Linked DNA regions of Mus musculus: region 1 is linked to region 2. The links are chromatin contacts, called in public HiCAR-type maps. All regions are on one chromosome and are shown on one strand. Each heading gives the region's core, a stretch centred on a gene start, on an enhancer-like site or on the middle of the called end of the contact. The rest is flanking DNA. Distances are from core to core; before and after follow the strand shown. Region 1 overlaps Tead1 (TEA domain family member 1). Region 2 overlaps Mical2 (microtubule associated monooxygenase, calponin and LIM domain containing 2).

Region 1 (4,897 bases), core at 1,199-3,698, 550 kb after region 2:
CACATCATTGTAAATAGTTACATCTTAGGAACTAAGATATGTATTACCCTATTTCCTTTTTTTTTTAAAGATTCATTTATTTTTATTTTATGTGCATTGGTGTTTTGCCTGTAGATATGTCTGTGTGGGGTGTTCCAGGTCCTTGAAATTGGAGTTATAGATAGTTGTGAGCTGCCACGTGGGTGCTGGAAGTTCAAACAAGATCCTCTATTCTCCAGCCCCTTTACTATATTTTTAAATAATGCTTTTTTCACTATAAATAACAATATGTTCATGCTCACTTAATTTTACATAATTAATTATCATGTAACCTTGACTGCCCTAGAACTCACTATGTAGATTAGTCTAGCCTTGAACTCATGAAGATCTATCTGCCTTCTTCTGCCTCCCAAATGCTGGGATTAAAGCTATATAACACCATGCCTGCATAACCACTTTTTAAAGGAATTTAAAAAGTGAGGTTAATTTGGGAACCATACAGATGTCAGAGAATTCTGTGAACCTGAGAAAAGGTGAGTCAGTTATCTGACCTGTAGAAGCCACATAGAATCTCTTCCTTTGGGAGTTGCCTAGAGCACGCTGGGAGAATCCCTCTGCCAGCTGCTGGCCAGTCCTCAACTGCGTTCTCTCCTGGATCATTGGGCTGTGTTTGCTAGCAAAACTGAGGACAGGGTGCAGCCATTCCTGTGTGTGTTTAAACATTATCACTGTCTTAGGAGAGCTGCCACTGAACAGAGGGACAGACAGGGACAGACAGAGGGGCAATGTCCTTCCCACACTTGTTTTGTTTTTTGTTCTTGTTTGTAGTTCCATTAAAACCGAGTTGACACCCTTAGTCACAAAGGAACCCTCTAGTCTGTTGGATGCTCAATCAAGATCCATTATCACCACTCTGTCTCACATTTAAAAGTAGGGGGCTAGAGAGAAGGCGGCTTGGAGCGTAGCAGTTGAAAGCATGAACTGCTTCTCCAGAGAACCAGAGTTCAGATCCCAACACCCAGTCGGTGACTCAGCACCACCCGTAGCTCCAGCTCCCACAGATCAAACACCCCTGGCTTCCCTGTACACCTGCACTCATGTACGCAGTCGTGCATGCACACAGTCAGGAAAAGAATAAAAATTATAATCTTTTGAAAGTAATACAAGTTAGTTACAAGTAATTCAAGAAGATAAAAGAATACGATATAAAATGTGAGACAGACTCTAGGCCCAGTTACCTGTCAACCCAGTCTGAGGGTTGTACATGGATGGATACAGTATTTGTATACAATTAGGACATTTTCTTACAGCAGTCAGCATTTGAGGATATGTCTTAGTTTTTGTTCTTTTTAGTAAAGATGACTCATTAGCATTAGTAGAATTATTGGGGGAGTAACTAACACTGAGGCCTTCCCATTTAAATTTAAATCCCAGAGCTAGTGTCTATGAGATCACTGGAACGCTTGTGTACCAAAGTACTGGTGATGTGTATCTGCCATGCAGGTTTCACTGGGTAACCTATAGCTTATTCACGTACAGCTGTTATTTCACTGTGTGTGATTGGTTGCCTGGTGGTTGTTGCTTATTTAAGAGGGACATTTCATGGATGGAATGTCCCTCTTAAATAAGCAACAACCTGGGAAAGTGGCAGCATTCTTTGTACACTGATGAACTAGGTAAGGTCAGGCCACCTCCGCTGGACGCCCAGGACTTCATTACCTGGCTCAGTTGGAAAGCAAGCAGTCTGAACAGAGACTTAGTTGGTAGGGCTAAGACCTTGAGTCTATGACAGTTCCAGCCTGAAGCCTACAGTGGGTCCTTACCTGGAGTTGTGTGGGTAATATTAATTGCATTTTTGTAAATGAATACTTGCATTGGTGGGAAATTTGCAATGCAAACAGACAGCCTTTTCAGACGAGGCTTATTGTAATTAGAGCAAGCTTTTAAGATTCTTTGAAGTACTGAATGTTTATGAAATTCAAATGGGGGTGTGCAGTCTGCACAATAAAGGGTCCCGGTGGTGTTTTTAAAAATCGTCTATTTTGTGGATGTAAATATATGCCATAATTAGTGGGAAGTAAGTTGAAGAGCTAGGCTGGCTGAGTTTATTCCTGTTATTCTTATTTAAAACAGCTGTGGCCTCTGCTTCAGTGGTGTTGTGTCAGGGCACACAGACTCCAGTGAATGGCTGCACTCAGGGGCCCACTTCCCTGCTGGCAGCCCCTTCCTTCCCTGTCCCCATAGGCAGGCTGTCTAACTGGAGCGGTGTCCAGCACAACGCAGGCCTCCCCTGCCCAGACCCCTGAATCCTGTGGGGTGGGCATGCAAATGAAGCAGTGTGGGAGGGCTCTGGGGCTGCCAGCTCTCTCCAAACCTACCCCCTCGCTCCCTAGTTAAGCTCAGTCTCTCAGGGCCCCTTTGCCCTGTGCAGAGCAATTGTCCTTTGGCGCCTGTGGGAGCAGCTGCAAAGCCCGCAAGGCGTGCCCTGCCTGGCCTAGCCTCACCATGTGGCAGGCCTGGACAGCCGCCCACAGCAAGGCCCAGCTCCTGGTGCCGCCTGCCAAGCAGCCAGATGCTGCCATTGGGAAAAAATTGCTTCACAATTTGAAATCTTGGTCCTTTGATCATGGCTCAGAGAGGATGCAGAGGGGAGATTCAAAGTGGTGGTTTGAAAACGGCCCATCCATCAGTTCCCATTACACTGGCTCTTGTCAAGGACAGTCCTGGATGGTTTTCATTTCTATAACCTCATAATTCCTGCCCAGCCCTCTGCACACTCAAAAATGAAGGGAGATAAGTTGGAAGGGTATGTCCACAGGCTGCCCCTGCCCCTTTATGTCTTTACCTTAGGGGTTCTCTCCTTACTCACCCAGCAAGCTTTGCCTTGTTAGCCTGTGACACCGCCAAGTGTCCTTTCTATGTGGGCTGTCAGCTCCCTTGTAGCCAGTTCTCCAGAGGCCACAGGGTTTGCAGGGACAGTTTCTCTGTCCTTGGCCCTTTGCCCTGTCCCCTCTTCAGGGTCTGGATCCCACACACCTAGACCAGGCTTCATTTTAAAGATTTTTTTTTTCTCCCTACCCAAGACAGGGTTTCTCAGTGTAACAGTCTGACTGTCCTGGAACTCTCTTTGTAAACCAGGCTGGCCTTGAACTCACAGAGATCCACTTGCCTCTGCCTCCCAGGAGCTGGGATTAAAGGCATGGACTACCACACTGGACTGATAATTGCATTTTTCATGTTTGCCCCAAAGCACAGGTCTCCCCCCCAACCCCTAATCCATGAAATTGAACAGTGAACCATAGCTTTGAATAAATAGGTATATTGAATAAGAGGACAATGAGGAGAAGCCATGCCTTAAGTGTCTCATGTAGCAAAGGCTGGCTTTGAACTCCTGATCCTCTTGCTTTTGCATCCCATGTGTAGATTATAGGCATGTGCCAACATTCCTGGTTTATGAAGGCAAAAGACTAAACCTAAATCCTCATGCATAGTAGTCGAGCACTCTCCCGACTGGGTTACATCCCCAGCCCCAGCGGTATATTTTTGTTGGTATATTTTTGTTTGTTTGACCTGCCTTTGACACCTGCCTCTGCCCCTACCCTGCTTTCCAGAACTTGCCTACAAACAGATCTTGGAGCCTTTAATCCACTCAGCGTGTTAGTAACTTCTTTTTTGTTGGTTTCTGGAGGAAATTCCATAATGTGTCTCTGCTCATGACTTGTGGAGAGTGGTGGGTTTGTATCTGTCTGAGTAGTTACACCTTATATGCCAGATGTGTCATGGAACTCACAAACCAGGGAAGCATCCTGCTTTGTTTACCTGGGAAAAAGCCAGCCTGCTATTTGCACCCATGTGGACTGAATTGATGGCCATCATCATGTTTATTGATTGTACTGGGGAAGGTGTCTGTAGATAGGACTTGAGGCTCTGTCCTGGTCAGTGTTTTGGTTGTGGAGTTAAAAGAAGTAGTGGCCGGTGCTTCATCAATACAGCAGCTTGCAGCTTGCAGCTTGCATGTGCATTGCTGTGCTCCAGTCCCCACTGCTCCACAGCAGTTGTTCATGTCACTCTCTCTGGTAAAGATGAGACATGCGAGGTCTCGCTGCCCGTGCCATTGTTCTGATGACAGAGACGAGGCAGTGACAGGTGAAGTGGCTCCTGGAATATCTGGACTAGATAGAAGAGAATCTAACACCGGGGGAGGCTTAACGAAAATAGATTTGTAATTTGAGCCTAGGATAGAGCCTGCTGGAGAGACTGGGAGAGACTAGGAGAACTCAGCGAAACTGAAGAGAGGGTCTGAATTGCCCTCCAGCACCTGGAGATTCTGATGGAAGCTACCAGAAGCAGTGATCCGGGGAAACAGTTCTGGAGCTCTTAGTGTCATTAATAAAAGAATTTAAGGATGGACCCAAAGGGAGTGAGAAGACAGTTGCTTTAGAGTTTATAAAGAAGTCCACAGGGCAGACAAACTGCAAATGCCAGCACTGCTTGCCATGCCACTTCAGTTAAACTGCTATGAAGGTCAGACCGAAGGGCTTCAGAGAAAGCGTAAGGAAACCCGAGGAAGCATGCTTGGTTCGGAAGGAGGAAAGGAAAGATTAGGCTTTTCTCAGTAATTCAGGAAAGTGGGCGGGGTCCTGGAGCCCTACAGTTGTGGTCCCAGTCTTCGGCTGCCTTAGGGGCAGGAACTGTGGGAGAAAAGTATAATGTATCATTAAAGCACCAATTATTACTCCTTTCTCTTTAGCATGGCTTTAGGTGAAGCCTTTCCTAGGAGTCGTGCCATCTTCCAGAAGGGCAGCCCCTTAGCCAGGTCCTTGTCCATGCCCAGCAGTGTTAGGTCACCAGCCAGGCCAGAGGTTCCATCCACTTGACTGAAGCAGAAGCTTTTTTCTTAACAGCCTTTATGTCTGCT
Region 2 (4,852 bases), core at 1,017-3,516:
TATAGAGAGCTAGTGAAGAAGCTGGTCTCCAAGTTACTGAAAAAGTAATAGTGGAGTTGAATCAGGGAGGCCTCATGGGTACATCCACTGAAGAGCTGAGGCTGAGGCATGGTGAAAGCCTTTCCGGATGTCTGAGCAGCCAGAGCCTACGTGAAGAAACTGTGGCTTATCCCATCTCTGGCTTTGGAATCTGGTCGGAGTCAGGATGAGGACCCACGCATCCCAGGGTCACCTGGTCAGCACTGGGTCTGGTGTGTTGCTCTCATAGCAGAGGAGGACAGCAGTCAGTGAGGACTAATGCAGCAATGATGTCTCTGTGTGCTTGCCAGTCCTCTGAGGGTGAGAAATGCTCATGCATACTTAGATCAATCACAGTCTCTACAGGGATGGGCCAGGCCTTCCTTAGCATCCTAGACAGTCTCAGAATACAGATACTCATGGGAACTGAAGTTATAGAGGTTTGTCTGGGGTAAGGGCTCTTAGGCCCAGGACTGAGTACTGCTGATCAGGGTGCTGGAGATACCAACACAAGTGTAGAAGTTCCTCCTCCACTCAGGCTACTCTGTGACCTTTCTCAAGGTGGCACCTGCTGCCATGCCCTCTGTCTCTGTCTCATGTGGTTCCTCATGGAGGTGGGGTCTATACAGGGAAAGAAGCTGACTTCCCCCTCTCTCTCAGTTCTCCTCCACGGTGGCAACAGGACAGGTGCTCAGAGAACTCAACCAAGTACCGGCTAGTGGCGAGTGCCCCAGCAGACCCTGGAGAGCCAGGGCCAAGTCAGACCTGCAACTGGGTGGGGTTGAAAATCTCGCTACCCTGCCTCGCACCTGCCAAGGGGCACTGGCCCTGTCCGGGGTGCTGCGGCGCCTACAGCAAGTAGAAGAAAAGGTGCTTCAGGTGACCGTCCTCTCTGCCTGCCTGTGTCCATGTCCCATCCCACCTGCTCCTCAGCCGGGTCCCTCCCTTCTGTGTGTGAGGAGACAAACCTGGCTCACTCCTTCCCCTCTCCCTTGGTGGCAACCGTCATGGCCACTGTCTCTATCCTTCTCCTTTCTCACCTTGACTGCAGAAGAGGGCCCAGAACTTGGCTAACAGGGAATTTCACACAAAGAACATTAAAGAGAAGGCAGCTCACCTGGCCTCCATGTTTGGACACGGGGATTTACCACAGGTAAACCAGGGGCTTTCGGAGTCTTCGGGAACCAGGGCTGAGTGTCTAGCCGACCTGGACCAGCCCTAGAAGCTTTTCTGTAGTATAAGAAGAAATTCACTCTTTAAGCCATTGATAAATTTGAGCTTGTGCCTTAGAGACCCAAATGCACAGGTTTTAGAAGGTAGACACATTATGACAAAGGAAAATGGAGACAGAAAAATAAACTCAAGTCAAAAGCATGCCCCATTGAGATCTTAGTAGGTCTGACTGTGGTGACACATGCCTTTAATCCCAGCACTCAGGAGGCAGAGGCAGGTGAATCCCTGTGAGCTTGTGGCCAGCCTGGTCTTTACAGTGAGGTCCAGGTCAGCCAGAGCTACATAGTGAAACCTTGAGTCTAAACAAAGTAACGTTAAATCAAAGGGAACAACCTTAGTCAAGGGTATCTAGTCTTTTGACTTTGGGATGTGACACTGTCATGCATGGATATGCTTGGTCATGTTTGTAGTTATCCTGGGATGCATGTGGCTTGTGGATACATGCGTGCTTAGCTAATTTCTAAGTAGACTGTGAGCCTCCTGAGAGTCACTGCAAGCAGGGACTGCTGGTCAATTGCAAGGCTCTGGGTGCCTTAAAGGTGAAAGCGAGCCAAATTCTTGTGCCCTTACACCCCACCCCTCCCAGTCAGGGAGGCACCGATTGGTGAGCCAAAGCTATGCCTCAACCTCAGCTCTCAAAACAGCAATACTAAGCTGATGCCAGAAAGCTTGCCTTAGCCTGAGAAGTACAGCTTCCTCCAGACCACCTACTTACTCAGAGACTGGTAGAAAAAGAAGGTGTTTGCATAGCAGGAACTGAAAGAGTAGTAGTGAAGCCCTGGAGGTGGGAGTGGGAGTATACTTGCGAAATCCTCCTTCTTCTTCAGCAAGCTGTCTCTAGGACACATCTCTGCTAGCTTCACCCAGCCTCCTCTTGTGTCTCCAGCTGTCGCTGGAGTCATGCACAGAGGGATGCTCTGCACTGAGTTCATTGCCAGGGCTCTAGCAGCCTCCTGGAGGCCAGCGAATATGTGCCTACAGCTGCAGAAGCCCCAGCTATGGCAGTCTGCCCCGGCTGGCGCGGGCTTCTCCCCTCCTAAGCCTGCAGCTGCTCCCTCATACCAAACTCTATGAGGGCTTCTCATAAGCATTGCAGTCTGGGGCAGCTCTAGGCAGGAGCAGAATGGGTCTCCTCGGGGGTTCTTCAGGGAGCTGAAACTAAAGCACAGTATAGTCCAGCCAGGAGCTACATAATCCCACTTGGCTCCAAAGACACACTTCTGTGTCATCCTGAGACACGGGCCTCAGTGTCTGCTCCTCCATGGGTATGTCTAAAGTGCGACTGCTACGCCTGCCGCAGCTATAATCCTATCTTTATTCTGTCTCCGTTCCGTTCAGGATAAGCTCCTATCTAAACGCGTGCCTCACGCTCATCCTCCATCTCCTCCCTCTTGCCTTCCGTCTCCTCATCCAGCTGCTGCTTCCTCTCCACCCGCTGCCGACTCTGTTTCTCCTGCCAGAAAGGTAGTGGCACTGAATCATCGCCTCCCCCCACCCCTGCATGTTCTGAGTTGTTCTCGGGCTCCATCTGGCCGGCACAGCCAAACATCTGGAGCCAGGCTTGGCTGGGATGGGAGTTTGTTAGATATTGTACAAAAGCCCTAGATCCCATTTGGGTTTTGTGTTAGCGCATACATGTAGCAGAACAGCTCCAGCCTGCACTGTGAGCGTCTCTCTCACACATAAAACATTCATCATGGACCCAGATGCCTGGCCCTGCCCAGGCACTGAGAAATTAAAGAGAAGCTTTGGACCCATTGCTATCATCTGAACAGAGACACCACCCCCATCATAATAATAATCACACGTTTAATATGTGGAGCTGCTGATATGTGGCGTGCCTGACCTAAGCAAATGACAATTTGACCCAGTGAGCTTAATACGGTACTATTCATGAACTGTGTTAGATGTAGGTTATAGAAACAGAAGGAAGCCCGGGAAGAGTTGGGAGGCAATGATAGGAGACCTGTGTGGAAGGTTCCACGGGAACAGTTTTCTAGACAGAGGTGTGGGGCTAGGGTGTGTTAGGAAGTGGTCAGTGTATGTAAAGGTGAGCAGACATGGCTGACAGGGCAGAAATGAGAGGGCAGAATGTCTGATATCACCAGCTTTGGGGTGTGACACTGTGGTGTGGTCACCGCAGTGTGTGAGGACGTGCAGAGGGTCTCACACGGCCCTGACAGCATGTTCTTGAGTTTCATCCTCTGACTAGGCTACAGCGAGCTCCTGAAAGATCCACCCTATATTCTTGAAGGATGATTTGGGTAGCAGTACAGAAGCTAGCTAGCTCAGAGGGAGCGAGGTAGGGAGCCAGCCCTGACTCAGTGGAGAGTCAACTGTTCTATGAACAAGAGTTAGCTTGGATCGAGGGCACATGTTTAACCTCCAGGATGAGCCAAACTGTTCCGCTGAGCTCACAGTCTGCTGTTGGCCTGTCTCCTGCAGAGGTCAGCATACAGGGCTGAACGCTCCCTGTCTGAAGGTCCCTGACTCCCAGTTTGCTTCTGTGTTCCTGAGCTGGTGTACCTCCAGCTTCGTGCTGTTCTCTTAGCAAAAAAAAAAAAAAAAAAAACCCTCCAAGTTGTCCCTCATTTTGTTATGTTCCCATTGGCACCCTGAGCATCTGTAGGGAGATATTCGTAAAAAGAATCTCCAAAGAAAGATGAAATCTTATTACGTGGCCCCCTCCAGGTTGTTCCCCATGGGCATAAAGTTCCCCCAAAGATCAGGAGGAGGTGACACAGACCCTCCTGATTCCCAGTGTTACTGAAAAACAGGCATGGTCACGGTATAAACACAGCTGCATCCTGAGCATCAGTGTCAGCGTCAGCACATCCGTCAGCTGTTTGCCTTTAAGCCCCCTGGCCCATCAGAGCCTCTGCTCTCCCCACTCCCAGTGTAAAGGGGGATCCTGGCTCACATCGTGGTGAGCTATGTGGGTGGAGATGGGCATATTTGCCAGCACCATCAGCAAGGTCTCAGGATAGACTTTCTATCCAGGGAGCTGCTTCCCGCCATGGGAAACATCGCCTCCACTTTTGATCTTGATGGAATCATGGGGTGAAGGCATTGACCATGGGCCAGGCAGTGGCTCCATTAGTCAGCCAGAGCCACCTTGAGTCTCACTGCCTAGCCCCTCTTCTGCTTCCTGAGCCCTTCAAAGATGACCTTGACAAAGCCCTCCCTCTCTGGGTCCCTGATATTCCTCTACCTCCTAAGTCATAGCAGGAGATAGAACCTGGGTCTGACAAACTCTTGTCAACAGTCAGCTTATCCCTGTCAACCATCATAGAGACCCTTCTCAGTCACGGTCGGTGATCCGTCTGAAGCAGATGGATAGAGCTCTGTCAGAGATACCAGCCTACAACCTGCCCAAGGGAAACACCAAACCTGGGGAGGGAGAGACTGACTGAGACTGGCTTTGAGATGGCCCTGCCTCTGCTGGAGCTTTGTCCCTTGTTTCTGTGGACTTGATCCTCTGCCTTTCCAATTCCCAGACCAACCCCAGCCACCCATTCTAAGACGGATGTGTAACTGGGATTTGATTGATTGTTTTTGGTTTTTTGTCTTGTTTTGTTTGAGGTTGTTTTGTTTTGTTTGA

The links. HiCAR-type assays count read pairs that join an accessible place to other places.
Region 1: a HiCAR-type map of astrocytes shows a contact between it and region 2, with 2.6 times the contacts expected there. The contact joins two enhancer-like sites. A contact is called at or near these places in 2 of 115 datasets of contacts at active chromatin or transcription factors (astrocytes and embryonic basal ganglia).

What each region holds. Positions count from the first base shown.
Region 1 is chr7:112,881,638-112,886,534 of GRCm38.p6, forward strand. All of the region lies in intron 10 of Tead1 (TEA domain family member 1), which reads left to right. Among named protein-coding and RNA genes, the nearest start is that of Rassf10, 70 kb to the right of the region's middle. Within about 2 kb of position 2,449, at least 111 of the 459 cell types and tissues checked have an H3K27ac peak or open chromatin away from gene starts, as enhancers often do. A contact at or near this core is called in astrocytes, where this site is marked.
Region 2 is chr7:112,334,260-112,339,111 of GRCm38.p6, forward strand. It overlaps Mical2 (microtubule associated monooxygenase, calponin and LIM domain containing 2), which reads left to right. Exons shown (of 26, transcript NM_001193305.1): 19 at 679-897; 20 at 1,070-1,171; 21 at 2,590-2,715. Among named protein-coding and RNA genes, the nearest start is that of Micalcl, 38 kb to the right of the region's middle. Within about 2 kb of position 2,267, at least 61 of the 459 cell types and tissues checked have an H3K27ac peak or open chromatin away from gene starts, as enhancers often do. A contact at or near this core is called in astrocytes, where this site is marked.